Regions from separate parts of the Mus musculus genome. Here all the other regions are linked to region 1. The links are chromatin contacts, called in public Hi-C and HiChIP or PLAC-seq maps. All regions are on one chromosome and are shown on one strand. Each heading gives the region's core, a stretch centred on a gene start, on an enhancer-like site or on the middle of the called end of the contact. The rest is flanking DNA. Distances are from core to core; before and after follow the strand shown. Region 1 holds the start of 9330104G04Rik (RIKEN cDNA 9330104G04 gene). Region 2 holds the start of Ppp1r13l (protein phosphatase 1, regulatory subunit 13 like). Region 3 holds the start of Opa3 (optic atrophy 3).

What was found. A called contact is a pair of places that touch in the nucleus more often than the background predicts. HiChIP or PLAC-seq counts read pairs in DNA pulled down with a chosen protein or histone mark.
Region 2: a contact with region 1 is called in an H3K4me3 HiChIP or PLAC-seq map of embryonic forebrain, with 6 times the contacts expected there. The contact joins the promoter of Ppp1r13l here to the promoter of 9330104G04Rik in region 1. A contact is called at or near these places in 2 of 39 promoter capture datasets (cranial neural crest and frontonasal cranial neural crest) and 3 of 115 datasets of contacts at active chromatin or transcription factors (embryonic forebrain, embryonic midbrain and stem cell-derived neural progenitor cells).
Region 3: a contact with region 1 is called in a Hi-C map of B cells, with 8 read pairs. The contact joins the promoter of Opa3 here to the promoter of 9330104G04Rik in region 1. A contact is called at or near these places in 4 of 39 promoter capture datasets (cranial neural crest, hematopoietic stem and progenitor cells, maxillary cranial neural crest and 1 more), 1 of 484 Hi-C or Micro-C datasets (B cells) and 10 of 115 datasets of contacts at active chromatin or transcription factors (acute myeloid leukemia, astrocytes, differentiating embryonic stem cells and 4 more).

What each region holds. Positions count from the first base shown.
Region 1 is chr7:16,872,777-16,876,517 of GRCm38.p6, forward strand. It overlaps 9330104G04Rik (RIKEN cDNA 9330104G04 gene), which reads right to left and starts at 2,110. Exons shown (of 2, transcript NR_152128.1): 1 at 1,436-2,110; 2 at 1-137. It overlaps Dact3 (dishevelled-binding antagonist of beta-catenin 3), which reads left to right and starts at 2,541. Exons shown (of 4, transcript NM_001081655.1): 1 at 2,541-2,897. The coding sequence starts at 2,649.
Region 2 is chr7:19,359,319-19,363,059 of GRCm38.p6, forward strand. It overlaps Ppp1r13l (protein phosphatase 1, regulatory subunit 13 like), which reads left to right and starts at 1,898. Exons shown (of 13, transcript NM_001010836.3): 1 at 1,898-1,998. Cd3eap (CD3E antigen, epsilon polypeptide associated protein) reads right to left here and starts at 165. Exons shown (of 3, transcript NM_145822.2): 1 at 70-165. The coding sequence starts at 91.
Region 3 is chr7:19,226,805-19,230,545 of GRCm38.p6, forward strand. It overlaps Opa3 (optic atrophy 3), which reads left to right and starts at 1,585. Exons shown (of 2, transcript NM_207525.3): 1 at 1,585-1,780. The coding sequence starts at 1,639.

The sequences.
Region 1 (3,741 bases), core at 860-3,359:
ATGAGTCCTGGAGACAGTCCTGAGTAGGCAGGGAAGGGATGGAAATAGGGCAGCCTGGGGCAGTCTGAGAGCATGGGCAGGTGTGGCTAGGGGATCAGAGCATCGAAGCTTCCAGCTTTTCCTTCTTGGCCCTGAGGCTGTGGGGAAAGGATTTTTTTTTTTATTTTAATTTGTTTAGAGACCAAGTCTCTCTACCTAGCTCTGGCTGTCCTGGAGCTCACTAGACCAGGCTAGCCTAGCACTCACTACCCACCTACATTTGTCTCCTGAGGGTTCCTGCCATCATGCTGTCCTTTCTAACTCTGGATCCCTGCCCAGTTCTCCAGTTGCTTGGTCACCGCAACTTTTAGCCCTCAACCCTCCAACAGCTGAGAGTAAACTGAGGCTTCATTTGCCATGACTGTTCATGTACTGGGGGCTGAAACTAGTAGGATTCTAGACAAAGCCTCAACTATTGCGCCTCATCTCCAGTCTTTTGTTTGGTCTTGCCATGTAGCCCAGGCTAGTCTGGACCTGCAGATCTTCCTGCCTAATCACTTAGAGCACGAGAGTGGCAGACCTGAGCCACCACTCTTGGCACCATGAAAAAAAAATTTTAAAAAAATTTTTGAGACAGGGTTTCTCTGTGTAGCCCTGGCTGTCCTGAAACTCACTCTGTAGACCAGGCTGGCTTCAAACTCAGAAATCTGCCTACTTCTGCCTCCCAAGTGCTGTGAGAGTAAAGGTGTGCGCCACCACTGCCCAGCAAGACTAAATATTTCAGTGTGTGGTGTATGTGTGCACTCACGCACAGAGTGCAGTTGCCTGAGGAGACCAGAAGAGGACAGTGGATCCTCTGATGCTGGAGTTAAAGAGGACTGTGAGCCTCTTTTTCTCTCTGTGTGCCAGAAACCGAACCCAGGTCTTCTGGAAGAGCAACAGCACTCTTAAATCACGGAGCCATTTCTCCAGTGCTGGGATTACAGATATGACTCACCATGCCCAAGACTCAGTTCTTTATGAGTGGTAGAAGCTGTTACTCCAAAAAAAAAATAATAAAAAATAACAGGGTTATACGTGGTGACCCACTCCTTTAATACGAGCACTGGAGTAGGGGGAGTCAGATACAACCCAGAGGTGGTCTGAAAGTAACAAGCCAGTCTGGTCTACATAGTTACAGTTCAGCCAGGGTTACTTAGTGAAACCCTCAAAAAGCAAAACAAAACATAATTATGCTGTTAAACGTTCAGAATAACTTTTTTTTAGATGTAGATGAAGAGCACAGAGAGACCAAATACGTTTCCTAGTGTTACTCTGCCTTAAAGTGGCATAGACTCACCACATCAAAGTTGGTTATTGCCAGATGATCATAAAACATTATAAAAGACAGTTTCACACTATATTTTTCTTTCAATGACAGGCTGTCATAGTTAGCCCAGATTGGCCTCGAACTCACCGCGATTCTACGGCCCCATCCTCCCTTCCAGATCTGAGCTTTTAAGGAGTCAAAGGTCCGTCTGAGAAATGGGCTATTTCACAAACGTTGCCGACACACCGGGTGTAGTGACACATGCTGGCCGCGTGAGGGGGCGCTAGCCCGGCTTGCCCAGTGAGAAGAGGCAGAATGCAGCCTTCGAAAGCAGGCAGGCTCAGATTTAGAACTTCAGAACGTTGAGAACAGAGCATCTCAGAAGACTGAGAACAAAGCCTCTTAGAACCGTGAACAAAGGCCCCTGCGAGCTCAGACTGGTGGAACTCAGCTCCACCGCACCTGGAAGACAAAAAAGACCTCAGATTCTCTTCTGGTCAAAGCATAGAATATTTCACCCAGGGTCTTGTAATTCCGTAAATGTGCTGTTTTGATGAGACAGAAACTCGCTGTGTAATCCAAACTAGCTTGAAATTCACTATGTAGTTTAGGCTGGCCTTGAACTCTCAATTCTCCTCCTGGTTCAGCCTCCCCTATGATGGAATTACAGAGCCGGTTTGAACAGGTCCTGCTTAAAAGCATAATCAAACCGTAAGATGTTCAATCCGCTTTACTTCTGAGGGTCTGGGAAAGCTGCCTGGAAGAGGAGGCGTGATCCGGATTCAATCATCACTGATGATCCTTCTGCGCAGACTCAGAAGCTGAAAGTTTGGGAGGGGCGGCAAGAGCAGCTGCGGAGCTGTCACGTGGATCCAGTCTCTATTTATAGACCACCCTTCCCTGGACCTGGAGAGCCCAATGGCAGCCAGCGCTCGCCCGCAAGGGGGCGGAACCAGCTCCAGAACCAAGCGACTGGCACCAATGAAATTGGAGCAAGGGCGGGCTTGCTTCATTGTGATTATAAAGAAGGCGTGGCCACAGCCCCAGGATCGCCGCACAAAGGGGCGTGGCGAGTCTGATACCCCCGTAGGTAGTCCTGGGCATGCGTTGTTAAGGAAAAATGGGGCGGGGCGGAGCCCTGCGTCACGGAAGGCAACAACCAATAGTAGGTCGTTGTCGTGCCTTCAGGGGCGTGGTCATGTAGATGAGGCGCGGGTGGGCGGCCCAATGGGCGGGCGCCTATGCAGATGAGACGGTGACAGCCCGGCCAGCGGGCGGGCGGGCTGCTGGGGCGGGGAGGTGGGACCGGCGAGAGGGGCGGCCGTGGGGCCCGGCCGGGCTGGGGCGGGGGGCCGCAGCCATGATCCGGGCCTTCTCGTTCCCGGTGAGCCCGGAGCGGGGTCGGCTGCGGGGATGGTTGGAAGGCAGCCTGGCCGGGCTCTGCGAGTTGCATTGGCTCCGAGAGAGGCAGGAGTACCGCGTGCAGCAGGCGCTGCGGCTGGCCCAGCCCGGGATGGGGGGCGCCGAGGCTGAGGACGAGGAGGACGCCGAGGAGGACGAGGATGCGGCAGCGGCGCGCAGGGCCGCAGCAGCCCTGGAGGAGCAGCTGGTGAGGGGTCGCCTGTCCGTGCGTCCATCCATGCATTCCTCCCTCCCCCATTCGTTCCCCCACCTCCCTGCTCCTGTGTCCGTCTGTCTGTCTTGGTAGTGTATGCTCAGCACACCGGTCCTAGGGTAGGGGAGCAGGCAGGGGGAAAGAGATAAGACTGGAGACCTGGCTTTTCCTACCCCCAAATAGAGCTGATAGGGAGGATGCACGGCCTCCGTTGGACTCAGCATGGACCCTGTTAACCGTCCTGGATGCCTAGTGTGTGTTAAACCAAACATTCGTCTTCTTACAGATTTCCTATTTCATGAGGGTTTGAAAGTCCCCATTTTACAGAGAAAAAAACTGAGGCTTAGAGACAGGAAGAGACTCACCCAAGGTCACACAGCCGGCATTCAAACATAACCTCCCTCTGGGCCCCGCTACCCGGAATCCATCTTCATCTTTCCTTAAGTCTCGGGGTGCTTGGAGATCCCTGGAGGGGGCGGGGTGGGGGAAGGGGAATCTTCAGGCCTCTGGAGAGAGAGACCGGCTGCTGAGAAACCCCCGAACAGTCCCTGAGGACCCCCGGGGGCATTTTGATCAACCCAATGACACTTCTTTCTTCTACTTGGTCCCATGGCTCAGTAACACGGGGAGGCCAGGTGAAGATAGCTAGGGAGTGAGGGGAGAGAGAGTATGATTCGCCGAGGAACTCTAATGATGACTTTCAAATTGAAAAGGCTCCAGCTCTTTCTCCCTCCCTACATCACTCCTTGAGTCTGGAGACCCTTTCCGGTTGTTGCTCCAACCTTTCCATACCCCAGCATCTCTGTTTCATTTCCTTAACACAGTCTCTGTCTCTATG
Region 2 (3,741 bases), core at 648-3,147, 2.5 Mb after region 1:
TCCCCAACCCCTTCTGCACCCAGACCCTCCCGGATGCCCTTCGTCTCCACCAGTTCAAGCTCCACTCACTGCAGGCCTGGGTACCCGCCATTCCAGCTCCGGAGGGGCCCACGCAGGACCTGCGCGGAACGCTGCCCACCACGTGGATCCAAGGGGTGGAGCCGCACCCGGAAGCATCCAAGTCCTGTAGGAGAGCTGGGCCGTGGCTCGGCGCTGTCACTATTTGCAGAACCCGGATAACCTCCACTCTTAAATTTCACACAGCATAGGATTAAATAATTTCTCGACGATGCCCTGCAGGGGGAAATCAGTTCCCTGTTCGTCAGAAACGCAAGCTAGCTCGGATCTAGGGTGCCTGTTCCCCCGACAACTTTGCTCACGTGGTTTCTTCCAACACCGTCTTAAAGGGGCAGTGACTCGCCTAGGCCACGGCTTTTAAAGAGACAGAAGATCTATTTGCAGCATTCTTGCAAAAGCTAGGTAAGAATTCTGGTTGTCACGATTGTACTTTTAAAGCTAGAGTGTATCTTCGGAAGTCCCTGGTGCAGCGAACGTGGAAGATTTAACTGAACCAGGTCGGAAAATAGAGAAAAGTGTACGAACGGAGCATTTTAATAGCAATCAGAGGCGGAGCTTCTGAAGTCTAGGGGAAGCGGGAAACTGAGGGGGAGGAGTCTGCAGAGTCATGGGAGGAGCCTCGGACCCCAGAGCCCCAGAGCCTGGCTTGAAACGGGGTGAGGGTTAGTGTCAGGGAAGACTTGTAGATGTCCTCGTGGACTTAGTGTCCGGAATGGGAAGTATTCCTCACGGTTCCGAGGCAGGTAGAGGTGCAGCTGGTCGGTCCCTGTCTGCTCCGCGGCCCAAGTAAACAGCGGCGCGTGCACGTGGGATTTGGGGGACGTGCCCACGCCCCCTCCCAGCAGGACTGCAGCGCATGGGGTGGCGGGTGGAGCCGCGGGACGGTGGCGAGACAGGGAGACTCGACTGCATTCCTGGCCGGTGTGTCAGCGTCGCTGCCCGCCCCTTCTGCGGAGATTTTGGAGACTCCTCCAGCATTGGGATGCTCCCCCCTTCTTCTGAGGCTTTTGAGAACAGAGGTCACCAAGGCTACGAAGGAGTGTTCCCTCCGCCAGGAATCTCCAGACTATGTGTCCACCCTCGCGCGTGGGCGAGAAACTCTGGGGCTCGCCCTTTGTGGGCTTCAAAACTCCAATTCCCAGATAACTCGAAGGTGGCTGGCGATGGACGTCGGTCAGGAGTCTGCTGGGGATTGTAGTTCAGCTTGTTGCTAGGCACGCCAGTAAATCGCCAATGCTGTGATGTTTTGTTTTGTTTTTTTGAGACAGGGTCTCTTTATGTAGTCCAGGCTGGCTCGGAATTCGCTGTGTAGATCAGGATGGCCTTGAACTTTCAGAGGTGCGCCTGTCTCTGCTTCTTAAGTACTAGGATTAGAGGCCCCTTATTTTTATTTTTTGTTTTATTTAGACAGATAACCCGGGGCTTGGAGTCCTGATTAAGGTGGGTCCTTTTCTCGCCATAGTATTGGTCGTGTGAATTTCTCCGCGCCTCCCATCTCCTCCTTAAGTGTCCAAATCTTCACTCAGGCAAGGGGACACTGAGCCTGGAGGAGTGGGAAAGGGCTCAGGGGTTCTTCCCTTGTACCCATAGTGAGGTGAGGGTCTAAATTCTTGTGCATTTCGCCGTCCAGGACGTCCATGATCTTCTGGACCTAGCTCTGGCTGACTGTCAAATGGATCGCGTCTGACTCCAAATGGAAGTGTCCCTGGCGGCGCCTCGCCCATTCGGGACTACAAATCCCAAGGTGCTCCAGGCAACCGCAGTTCCCCCTCCTCCGAGGGACACGCCTCCCTCCAGTCAGAGTCACGTCGTCTAACCTGTTCCCAGGCGACTGCCCCGCCCCGTCCTCCGCTCCCCGCCGCTGGAGCCGGAGCCGGAGCCCGAGGAAAAGCCCCCCGGTGCCAGGATCTGCCCCGACGCGTGAGTTCCACCCCCACCCAGGGTCCAGCCACCCCAGAACCGGATACCGCGTTCCTGGGAAGACTTATTGGAAACTCGGACCTTAAGTCCAGGGGAATAGTGTGGGGAGCTCACGCCTGGATCCCTGGAAAGAAGGAACTGGGGTGCCGACTTTACTGGGCAGATGGATAGGGGGTTTGGACATCTGCTCTTAGTGGTGCTCGGAGCCCTTGGTCCTGGGGAGTTATTGGAGCTGGAATTTTTTGAATACTTTAATTGGGGACCCTTGGAAGTGTCTTAGGGTGCTGTTGAGGTCCCGGGTCTCTGTATTTGGGGCAGATGTGGGAGATCAGGACGTTCTAGAATGGTCCGGCGCCCGGTCACCCTCCAGCTGCCTTCAGCACCGAACCACTAGGTGTTTGAGTAAAATTAGTGGCACTGGACTAGTGGATCCTGGTCTTCGAAAAGAGTGGGACAAGCACGAGGGGCGTGGGTTTCTCAGGAGGCTGTGTGCGCTACACCCCACCTTCTGGTTTTGGGATGGGGGCAGGGAGTGAGAAGCCGGGGCAGCTCTCCAACCTCTTCTGTGCCGCTGAGCGAACCCCAACATGTCATTAGCTGGGGCGTCAGACCTGCCTAACCAGAGGAGTCACATTCGCCCAGGAGCGCCCCCTAGCGGAAGCGGGAGTCAGACCTCTTATTGCCCCCACGGGATGGGAAATAGGTGGTGTTTGGTAAAGTCATTCTAGAGCCCAGGGCAGAATAACAGGACTGCAGGGCTGGATCTGGTAGGCTTCTGTGGCCGTGTACTGCTGCGTTATGCGTTACAGAGAATGGAAGTGGTAAACAGGCTGGCGGGCCATACAGGCAGTTGAATTGGACGTCTCCTTCGCTCTTGTGACAGCTGTCTGTGTGTGGAAGGAATTCCTTCACTGCCACCAGCTTTTCTAATTAACCTTCTTCCTCCTGGGGTGGGGCTCCTTGTGACCCAGAGGTGAGGCATGTTGCCTCCACTTCCATCTGTCTGACCTGAGGTATTATGGGAGATAAGGGAGGGAGGGAGGCTAATTCTGGAGGTGTCTGTCTGTCCTTGAGCCAGGGAGAGGGCAGGGGCAGGCACGCACCTCCCACTGTCTCTCCACCTCTGAGCCCTTATGTAGGGGGATTACGAAGCTGGTGGGGGAGAAGGGTCTGAAGAGGGAGGGTGTTTGCGAATGCCTGGGCTGGAGTGACAGCCTGAAATGAAGCTAAGGAACAATAGCCACAGCTGCCAGCACAGGCTGTGTGTGTCCTGCCAGGCTCAGGTCAGGATGGGTCTCTCTGTCCACACAGGCATTTGGCAATCACCCAAAGGTAGAAACAGCGAGTTCCACCTTCAGTGGAGTTCGTTGACCCCCGAGAGGATGCCTCCCTAGCAATGGGGAAACTGAGGCTGGTCCTGGGAACTTTCCAGTTTCTGTCTGGAACCTTCCAGGGCCTCTCATCCTGCCGTAGCCCTACATTCCTGGGGATAGTCACTGTTGCTCTCTGGTGGGAGAATTAGGGTCCTGTGGTCTAGAGGCTCAGGCGGTTGAGACCACTGGCAACAGAACGCACAGCTCTTAGAAGCGCAGAAGGAAGGGGTTGATGTGTGGCTCAGCCAGTAGAGTGCTCACCTAGCGTGCAGGAAGCCCAGGTTCAATCTCCAACACTGCATAAAAAAGACTGTTAGGGTACATAGCACTGGGAAGGTGGAGGCAGGTGGAATGAGAGTTTAAGTATAGC
Region 3 (3,741 bases), core at 335-2,834, 2.4 Mb after region 1:
TTATTTTTGTACATTTTATTTTGAGTCAGGACTCACTAAGTTGCCCAGGCTGACCTTGAATTCATTATGTAGTCCAGGCTGACCTAGAACATTCCATCCTCCTGCTTCAGCTTCCTGAGTGCTTCCATGACAGCTGTGTGACACCAGGCCCAGCTGCCACCAATATAAATGAAGCACGGGTCCCCTGATGCGAGGACTTGACCAAAGGCACTGATGGGAAAGTCCGGGGTCCCTTGGCTATGTGTCACCAGTTTTTTCTCTTGATAGCCACGACCCCTCTGCTCCTTTGCCTTCCGGTCCCTTCCCGTCCCCAACTACCCATCCTCACGCCACCATCCAGGAATTTCTCTCAACTAAGTCTTGACTTTGTTTATATGATTTTGCTCCCTGCTGGGTAAGGGAGGACAGTCTGGGACATGTCCTTAAAGTTCCTTCCTGAGCCAGCTCCCTGGGGACCCTTACCCTCCAAAGGAGGAAGTCAGGCTGCTTGAGAACCAGTGATATTAGGCAATGTGGTGGCTGAGAAGCCCCGTGTCACCCCGTTCTTATGGGACCCTCAGTCTTTCACTCGGTTACTTGGGAAAAGGATGGATTAGCTGTAGTGCACATTTGGGCTTTGCGGGACATGCTCTACATGTAGTTACTTCCTGTGTTTTACATTCAGGATTCACACACAAAGCTGACTAGTAGAGCCACTCAGTGAGCATGGCGCAGCGATAGAGTCACCGCCTAACCCCCTCCCCCCTGGGAGGAGCTGGAGTCTTTTGCTCAGTGGTGGAGCCCCCCTCCTAAGATGGGAAATGCCTTGGGGTTCAGAGACACAAGCCTCACAACACAGAAAACACAAGACAGGTACTGTTATGTGTGACATTTTGCTCACGGGGATGCTGACATCAATGCTGGGCCGTGTAGCGCAGGGCTGTGATCCCAGCACCGCACTGCGGCACAGACACAGGAGGATCAGGAGTTCCAAGGACAGCGTAGGCTACACATTGAGTTCGGAGCCAGGCTGGGTTACACGAGACCGGCTTTTAAAAACAATTAGGGGAAAAAAAACAACAACAAAAAAAGAACGAACCGATTTCCTGAAGGGTTGAGTCACTCCTCCAACTTCAGAGAGTGAGTAAAGCGGCAGGTCTGTATGACTACGCGCTGACTCGCTCCCCTCCCCGGCGAGGGCACTAACCGCCGGGAAGGCGCACCCCGACTCTTTAGACTTAATTGGGACTCACCAGGCGCCTCCTATGGGCAGGGAAATCGACTCAGTACGTGACATCACGCAAGACGCGGTGACGTCAGTACGTCGGGACTAGGGCTCCGGCCACGCTCCCACGAGCGGCCGTTTAACGGCACCGCCCTCTGACGCTTCACTTCCGCCGCACATTTGCATACCCAACGTACGGACGTCGAGGCGTCGACGCGGCGACGTCACGAGCGCCCGCCCCCCCCCCAGCAGACAAACACCCTCCCCACCACCTCCGCCGCGAGCGTGCAAACGCACGCTCCTACGTAGGCACGTAGGCAAGTCCTTCCTTACGCAAGCACGCACGGCCCACGGGCGGGTGGGGGAGGAACGGCGAGGTCGGCGGCGCCCCGCCCAGTCAGCAAGGTTGCGCGTGCCCCAGGGCGGCCGCCGAGATGGTGGTGGGCGCGTTCCCCATGGCGAAGCTGTTCTACTTGGGCATCCGGCAGGTTAGCAAGCCGCTGGCCAACCGTATCAAGGATGCTGCCCGCCGCAGCGAGTTCTTCAAGACCTACATCTGCCTACCGCCAGCCCAGCGTGAGTCTCACCCCAAGGCCTCTAGCCCTTCCATTCCCGATCTTTCTAGTTCAGGGGAACGGCGTCTGTGCTTGACCAATCCCGGCGCGAACCGGCAAAACGCTATAGCCAATGAGGATGGCTTCTGCTAGAGGGGCGTGTCACTGACCCAATAGGGAAGAAGGGAGAGCAGTCAGGGGCGTCACCGCGCGAGTTTGGAATGCAAGCCAATAGAGAAGAGGGCTTCTGGCGGTTGACGTCTACACCAGCCAATAGGATGAGGTGTGAGAAACACCAGGGTGGAGCTTATTGTCAGAAGTTAGGGGCGGGACCGAGAAGAAGTCCCCTTAGCGATCCGCTTCGGAGCCATCCTTAAGAGAGACACTTGACTACAGAAACCCCAGTTTGTCCCTCAGTTTCCCTTCGGCCCTGTGGGTGATTTGCGTATCACCCTGGGTTTAGAGCACAGAGCTTGTGCGTTAGTTTTACACTGAGTTAGGGTCGTGATAGTGTTGGAATCTTGCGACCTGGCAAAAGGATGAACCCAGAATGGGCGTCCTTCCGTTTATTTATGAGTTTCCTCACACCGATCCTTTTCGTTCGGTAGCCGCACCGTGCAGGCTTCTTAGCCCGACACTGGGAAAGATACGGTCCTAATATGTCCGCATTATGTCAGGAACTGTAGGCAGACTCGAGTTTAGAGCAGCCGGGTGAGCCAAGGGAGTCTCCTGAGCAAAGACCTCACTTGCTTCGCAAACGCACCAGATGTGTGCTCCTAGAAAAGACTGATCTCTGTAAAGCAGAGACGAGGGGGAAGTCTTTGTAATTTACCGAGAACTACCGTTCATGTTTGTCCAACGCCCCATGTAGCTTATAAATGATATGATGAGTGTTTGTTTTGAGCTGACCCTGCTTATAAAACAACAGGGTCTATCTACGCCAGTACCAGTCTGTCGAACCAAGACTCATACAGTGACAATCTAGATGGGATGGCAGAGCCCACTAGGTACCTGACCTGACATAGAGTACAAAGAGCACTTCCGGGTAGAGGGAATATTCCAACTGAGACTGAAGGGTGAGGAGAATCTCACCAGACCACTGAGGGACATTGTTGGCTCCAAGGGTGGAACATAGGCACTAAGGGGACCCTTGACTTTTCTCCTCCACATGTGTGTTTAATAAGATTCTTGGTCATTTTGGGTTTTGGTGGAGCTTCTGCCTGGGCCAAAGGTCTTGCAGTGGAAATTTTGGGATTTTGAAGCAAGAAATGATGGTATAGACTCACATCCCAGTGTTTGGGAGGTTGAGACAATAGGAACAGGTCAGCTACCTTAAGATACCTGATTGAGTTCAGTCTGGGCTACATGAGACCTTGTCTCAAAACCAAAGATAAATAAATAACTAAACAGACAAACCAGCCTGTCATGGTGGTGTACGCCTTTAATCCCAGCACTTGGGAAGCAGAGGCAGGTAGATCTCAGATCTCTGAGTTCAAGGCCAGCCTGATCCACAGAGTGAGTTATAGGACAGCTAGGGCTGTTACACAGAGAAACCCTGGCTACAAAACAAAACAAACAAACAAACTGGTCCCATATGTTTGTCAATCTCAGCACTTGGAAGGCAGAGGCAGGAGAGTCAGTGCAAGTTATGAAGTATCTTTACTTATAAAGTGAGTTCCAAGATCTGCAGGACACAAACCAGGGATGACAACTTAAATTTATAGAAGAAAAAAGTAAGCCATCGCAGGCAGGAATTTGGTCACTCTCCAAGATCACACTCCATTACAGTCAGTTCATCATGGTAGAGGCTTGTGCCAGAGCCTAGCTGTGGACTCTGGACCTCCTGGCCTGTTCAGCTTCCTGCTTTTCTTCCAAGTCCTGGGACTAGTCTTAGCTTTGTGGTTTAGGGAACGGCTTTACCCTGCCCCTTCAATGATGACTTTGGGCAGGGGAACATAACCCACCTGAGCCTCTGTTTCCAGT